2 separate regions of the Rattus norvegicus genome follow, and region 1 is linked to region 2. Evidence: chromatin contacts called from public Hi-C data. All regions are on one chromosome and are shown on one strand. The core of a region is the stretch at or near the end of the contact, and the rest is flanking DNA. Distances in the headings are between cores, read along the strand shown.

What was found. Hi-C and Micro-C count contacts between places; a contact is called where the count stands out from the background.
Region 1: a contact with region 2 is called in a Hi-C map of prefrontal cortex, with 2.2 times the contacts expected there. The contact joins two enhancer-like sites. A contact is called at or near these places in 10 of 12 Hi-C or Micro-C datasets (the A7r5 cell line, the Rat2 cell line, Schwann cells and 5 more) and 1 of 1 datasets of contacts at active chromatin or transcription factors (oligodendrocytes).

The regions. Positions count from the first base shown.
Region 1 is chr17:79,350,844-79,354,493 of GRCr8, forward strand. No RefSeq gene overlaps it. Among named protein-coding and RNA genes, the nearest start is that of Fam107b, 97 kb to the right of the region's middle. Within about 2 kb of position 2,023, at least 46 of the 93 cell types and tissues checked have an H3K27ac peak or open chromatin away from gene starts, as enhancers often do. A contact at or near this core is called in prefrontal cortex, where this site is marked.
Region 2 is chr17:79,269,386-79,272,910 of GRCr8, forward strand. No RefSeq gene overlaps it. Among named protein-coding and RNA genes, the nearest start is that of Fam107b, 180 kb to the right of the region's middle. Within about 2 kb of position 2,191, at least 8 of the 93 cell types and tissues checked have an H3K27ac peak or open chromatin away from gene starts, as enhancers often do. A contact at or near this core is called in prefrontal cortex, where this site is marked.

The DNA.
Region 1 (3,650 bases), core at 773-3,272, 81 kb after region 2:
CAGAAACTTACGTAGGACTTTCCTAAAATGAGGATCAGAATTCTCCAACTTCTCAGTGCTTTGGGGTCTGTACTCTCCCAGCAAGAGGAAGGTGGGCATGACCACTGTTTGGTCACGGGCTGGAGAAATAGCTCCCTCAGTAAATGGCTTAGCACACAAGTACAAGAGCCAAGAGCCTGAATTAAGTCCCCAGAACAGATGTTTAACAAACAGAACAAAACAAACAAAAACTGCAGTAGCCATGTTTATAATCACAGCAGTGGTAAAGAGGAGACAACAGGATACCTTGTGTTCACCGGGTAACCAAGTCTAGCCTACTTGGGGAGCTCCAAACCTGAGAGACGGACCCTAGCGCATAAAACAAGATGGATACCCGTTCTTGCCCCCCTCATATCTGAACACAGCACACACCTGACACACATCCAGCACAGGTAGCCAGCTGCCTGTAGCCTTCCTTCTTTATAGAATCCACTCTGGAATGAGTCAGTTAAATGGTGAATGTCAGATTGCACCGATGATTTGCATAATGTTCTGTCTCTCCTAAACTGGGTCCAACCTCTCCACAGGCAGATGGCTCACACTGAAGAAGCGTTTTCAGGCTCAGATTTCCCTTGCTAAACGCAATGAGTGGCAGATTCAAAGCCACTGAATTTGGTAGAAATCATCAGGGCTGTGTCCGCCGCATGTGAGAGCAGCCATTTTGTTTAGGATACTCTCAGGAGATTCCTGCGTTTAGAAAAGCTGGAACCCAAGGGGGTTGGGGATTTAGCTCAGTTGGTAGAGCGCTTGCCTAGGAAGCGCAAGGCGCAAGGCCCTGGGTTCGGTCCCCAGCTCCGAAAAAAAAAAAAAAGAACCAAAAAAAAAAAAAGAAAAGCTGGAACCCAAACAACACTGGACGGGGTAACAGACAACGAAGGAACTGGGGACAGAGACATAAGAAACACTAATCATAGCTCTTGCATGTAGGCCATGAGCCCTGAACTGGTCTTTCTCAGGTTGAACTTAGCACTGTGTAGAAAGGAACTTCCAAGGCTAAGGAAGGGTCTCCTAGTCTGAAGAGTCCATGATCCCATTTCTTGACTCTAACTTTGTTTTGATTAAATTGTCTGGACCTCCTTCCAGAGTCATCATGAGCCTTGTGTGAGTGCTTGCGCGCGCACACACACACACACACACACACACACACACACACACACACACACACACCACTTCTGGTCACTACAGAGTGTTCAGTGCTGTTTCCAGCTTCACCCCCAGGTCACAAAGGATGCTGAGGGATGTGTGTCTGCAGAAGAGAAGAGAAGGCCCTGGGAGACAGACACAGAGAAAGGATCAGGCTCTATCTAGACTCCACAATGAGGCTAAAATTTCATACAACATTAAACCATGAGCATCGTGGAAACTTCCAAAGAGCCTGTCACCCTCTGTGTCCCCTTCTTCACCAGTGTGCCACCACCAAGACAAAGACGCGAGCTTCACTCCCTTATTTGATCTTTCCATTTCCTTCCTAGTATAGGTGGACATTGTTTTAATAGCAAGCTCTGCCCTGTCACGTGTCTGTCTCCTCATTTCTTTGCCTTCCAGACACCGACCTTTGCTGGAAAAACAGCAGACTTCATCTAAGCCCTTTTTTCTCTGACTTGCTGGGTGCAAATGAATGTCAAGCTTCTTCCTGTCTGCCATGAGCCCTGGCCACCGTGCAGCCTGAACCTGACCTGTGAAATCCTTTAGTTCGTTTGGCATCTCTGGTGACTCTCTGAGGGGCAGTGGGGACTCCATCACTCTCTTCTATTCCACGGGAATAAAAATTCAGGACCAACCCAGATTGCCTTCCAGATGGGGACGAGATAAAAGGGTTTGAATGCAGTCACATGGCTAAATTAAGAAGCAGATAGAAATAGAACAAAATGGAACTGGGCCTGGGAGTTTGGGAGAGAAAATACTCTTTGTGGGCGAGCCAGGGCTCAGTGATGCAGGCCTGTGCTGCCGGAGATCTAATTTGCAATGCCACAAAGAATTCTCTGGTTCAGATTTCCTTTGCTCCTCACTTTCTGTTCCCAGCCAGAAGCCACTGAAGCTGGCTAAGAGCCCAGACTGGGCCGTTCGATCTCAAGAAGAGAGGGACCTCTAGTGTCGAGACACTTTTCTGCCGTCCACTGCCGCTGTTCACTCCCAGATTTATCTCTGACTCTGTGAATGTTATAATATTCATTTTAATATTTGAAGGATAATATTCATCTAATTGTTAAAAGTAGCAAGTGGGATTTTTTTCCCTTCCTGGATAACTAGGAAAATTGAGAATGAGTTAAGTATAACCAAACATACTAATTTAAAGAAGACTTGGGCAAAGTGTCACATGATTAGAGGTATTATTCAGCACCTATAAGGTGCTCAGTAGTTAAGAGCAACTGCTGCCCTTCCAGAGAGGACCCGGGTTCAGTTCTGAGCACCCCCATCAAGAGACTCACAACCATCTGTAACTCCAGCTTCACCGGATCCAACACCATCTTCTAGACCCAGCCATCACCAGGCACGCATATGGTACCCATACGTGTATGCAGGCAAATGCTCAAATGTATGAAATAAAAATAATAGATGTTTTTAAAAGCATCCATTAAGCCTTTGGCCTTAGCATAGGGACTAAAAACCATTTCAGTAAGTCTGGAACACGAAGATATAATCAAAATACCAGTTCTCAGTAGGTTCCTGGAAAACCCTGCCTGGTCCTGCTCTCTGTTGGGCTGGATGTGGGCTTGCTGTCATCACGGCTAGGAAAAGTAAACAAAGACAGGTACAGCAGTTCCTCCTTCCTGGTGATGATTCTTGGTTGTCGATTCATTCAAATTCTTTGCAAAGTATCTTCTGTTACCAGGTCCGGCCAGATGCATCTGACCCAAAGATTAACAAAGGAGGGGGAAGTGGTATCATTCTGGCTCTGAGGTCACTGTTGGCTTTCCGTCATTATCACAAATATCTGAGGTGATCTATTTATGAAGAGGAAAGGAAAGATCTATTTACAAAGATATATTTAGGTTTGGGGTTTGGACTGGGCTATTCTATTGCTGCCGGCTCATGCAGGGAGCCCATGGAAGAACAGAGCTATCTACTTATGGTGCAGAGGCAGAAGGAAGAGGAAGGAGCTGAGGTCTCACCTACTGTCTGTCCCCTTTGAAGAGGCCTGAGCAACTGCCACTAGAGGCTGGCTTCTGGTGCACACATGTAATCCCAGCACTTGAAGAGAACAGAGACCTGCTCTGCGTTCAAGGCCAGCCTGGGCTACCTATCAAGTATTAAGTGGTCTGAGCAAAATACTTTCCATTAGGCCCTTCTTCCTAAAGGTTCAACTACCACCCCATAGTGCCACACAGGGGAGCCACGCCTCCACCATATGGACCTGTTAAAGTCTAGTATAACTGCAGGTTCTACTAGCTACCAAGGGTTCGAACCAAGACGTGGTTTGAATTCATGAGACCCCCCCCCCCCGTTTGGAAAGTGAAATCCTTAATTTTCATTGCTAATTGGATCTGGTTTAGAATTACCTAGGAGAGACACCTTTGGGCATGTCTGTGAAGGTGTTTCCAGAAAGGTTTAAGGGTTGAAGAAGAATGAGGTTGGATATGGGCATCATTATCAAATGGGTATGCATCCTA
Region 2 (3,525 bases), core at 941-3,440:
TGGTCTGTCCCTTGTCTTTCAAAGCTCACCAGGCTCCTGTCAGCTGATATCTTTCCCTCCGTGTCATTCACGCTTCACCTCTGCTGTAACGTCTCCCCGTAGTCTGGGTTTGTTCCTGCCCTTCCTTCTGCACCCCTTCCCCTTGCTAGCACCTCACCTCTGTCCTTTTTCAAGTTCATCCTCCAGGAGTTGCTCAGGCCACTCTTGTACTCCATGACACTGCGTGCATGCCCTTTCATGTTGGGCAAGGCATTGTGCAACTGTTTGCTCCTGTTCTCCCCTGATGGGCTGCAAGTGGCTCCCGACTACTCCTGGTCAACCTCATCCCTCCCTGCAGAGCACCTCTCAGTCCCTACCTAGCACAGAAAGGGGTTGAAAAACTCCAGGACAACACAAACTCTTTGCAGCTCTCTGCTGGCAAGAGCCAAGCAGTTCATCGCTGAGGTCTAGACATGATCGGATGCCTCTTTGGTTTTGAAACGCATTTTGTGAACTAATATAATTTATAGGGCTCTGATATTAAAGCCCTAAGAAAGAAATGCACCTAGGGTTTTTGCATTCATGTGTCATTCATTCTATATTGTTCCTGAAAGGAGCCTTCTGGGGGGAGGTGGAAAAGTGTGTGCAGGCATCATACATGATAATGTATGTGCATATACATGTGTGTGCACATTCATGTGTGTGTGCATGTGTATGGGGGGTCAGAGATTAGACTCAAGTATAGGCTTAGGAATGGGGCACATTGTATTTTACTTATGTTTGCATTTGTGTGTATATGTCTGTATCAGCGTGAGGGTACAAATGTGGGGGGGAACACATTCATAAGTGTGTATGTGTTAGTGTGTATGTGTGTGTCTGTGTGTGTGTGTGTGTGTGTGTGTGTGTGTGAGCCAGGGGCTAATGTCATGTGTTATCTTCAATTACTCCGCACCTTGCACACTGATCCAGGTTTCTCACTGTAACCCAGAGCTCACCAGCGTGTGTGCTTTGGCCAGCCAGCCTGTGCAGGGACACCCTGCCTCTTCCTCATTTACACTAGTATCATAGGCAGGTCACCACCCCACCCAGCTCTTACTGGGTTCTTAACTTTTGATTCTCACTCTTGCATAGCAAGTTCTCTACCAGCTAAGAAATCTCCCCAGCCATCGTTTTTTGTTTTTGTTTTTATTTTTGAGACTGAGTCTCTCACTGGGACTTAGAGATCCTCAAATAGGCTATATTGGCTGCTGAGTAGGGCCTGGGAATTTGCCTGTTCCTATGTCTTCAACCTGGGTGTGCAAGTGTGCGGCCACACTGGGTTTTCAACAGGGACGTTTAACTCACATCCTAATTCACATTTGCATGGTAAGTACTTTACCAAGTGGGCTATCTCTTAGCTCCCAAACAAATACTTTTTATTAGCATCTTTTCTTGCTCCCGGAGCTGATGCATATGCAAACAGATAGGAATGTATGCTTCCTTCCCTCTGGGCCCTCTGCTAAAGTTAGATCCTTCTGCTCCCCGTGTGCTTTTACACTCTCAGCGAGCATCATCATCTACCAACCCTCGCATGTCAGAAAAGGGAGCACCCTCGTTCCCCTTCCCCAATGGCACTGCACCCCACTGTGCGGGGATATGTCATTGCCCCTTGTGACACATCCACTCATCATTACCACAGACAATGCTGCTGATATCATATTCAGGGAAATGAAGCTAAAATATGCCCCCAAAATGAAATCTCTGTCTAAAAGGGTGCATACATTTGTCACTGAGTAGCTATTGTGACTTGGCATTCTTAAACTCTGAAAAGAACCCCCAGTGTGAAGAAGGGTACCTTCCAGGAGTCTCTTCTTGTAAAAGGCAATCTTTTCTAAGGAAATAAACCAGGAAGATATTTGGGACAAGTTAGCTCATTGTCATTGGACTGTTCTGTCACCTTGGCTGTGACTTAGGGAGGGACCAGGGAGAAATCATTGAAGCTTAGCCCTTTCTTACAAACGCAAGGCATTTCAGCCCAGTGACTGCCTGGCATTTACCAAAAGGCCATTTCTGCTTCGGGTCTGCAGCTGACAAGCTTTGCACGGAGTTAGAGACAAAATGACAAATTTCTCACATTGGAGACACTTTTCTGGAAGCAGGAGACTGGCTTCACACTCTCTCGGCTGAGAGAGCTTTGAAAACATTGCAGCAGATTAAACTGTGGGACCATCTGTGGCTCCATCCCTATGGAGGAGGGGACAGGCAGAAATAGTCTCTCTGGACCTCAGCAAATAGACCAAAGCTGGGCCTGGAAGCAGGACACCAGAGTCCTTCTGTGCCAACCAGATCTCTGTCTCTGGGATTAAAGTTCCCATCACCACTCCAAGCAAGCGCCTGAACTGACTGGTCCTTGATCCCACAAAGGCTAGGAACAGGCTTAGGAACCTGTTCAAATCCACACAGGTCAGAACCACCAAGGATCAGAAAGAGGTCAATACTTCGATCTGCTACGAAGCAGCTACAGGGCCCACCAGTCCCTGCCAAAGTCACCAAGGTGCCTACCACTCATGGACCAAGGCACACAGGGCCGCTGCTGGTCCAGAGAGAAGACTAAGTACATTAACATAGCGGTAAAAGGGTGACCCTTCCATTGGGCTTCAGATGGTACCAGAACATGTGTATTAAAGAGACAATTTTGAGGCAGAGTTATGAAGAAAGGAATGCTTGTTTTCATGGTCCCTCAATGCTTTATTCACGTTTCTCACTTTCCAACAACCCACTGTCCTTCCCTCTGGACCGTGGCCATCAGCTGCCACCAGATCAACACATCCTTCATTGATTTTCATCCCAAACACAGTGGCAGCAGTGATCCTTTTCCAGTGAGGCAGACCTGTGGCCACTCTCATCAAAATCTTTCCCTGGTTCCCCTCGATGACAAACAACTGGATTCTTCTCCTGCCTCCATTCTGCCACCTCAGGCTTCTCAGCTGTTCCCAGATTGTCAGAATCTTGCCTCTGGCCTTACATGTGCTGAGCTCCCTGTCTGGAAGACTTCCCATCCTTAAGACCACATGGCTCACAGTCTCCGGGAGTTTCTCTCGCTGAGCTCTTGTCTAACCATCCTGTCCTAAGAAGCACTTAACATTCTTTCCATTGGAATGTTCACCTCTCTCCTGGTAGTTCCTCACATCCATCTGTATGTGTATTATACATATATGTGATACACACACACACACACACACACACACTCACACGCACACACACACACACACACACACACACACACAATTTACTTTGCTCCCTAAGTTCTTCATCATGTTCCCATATCACACACTAATGCAGTGCCCAGGACATTGAAGGCTCCAGAGATTTGTTCAATAAGTGACCACAGGAATGCAGGGATTTAGTCCCACAAGAGACTTGACCTGCCTGCTTATCAAAGAAGTCAGCTGGAAATCCATGCACATGAAGATACTGTCCCCACCGGTCCCACGGGCAGCAGAAATAGTGGATAATCCTTGCCGCATTTGGGAGAAGAAAGGCTAGTGTTTCACAGAGACAGCTCTC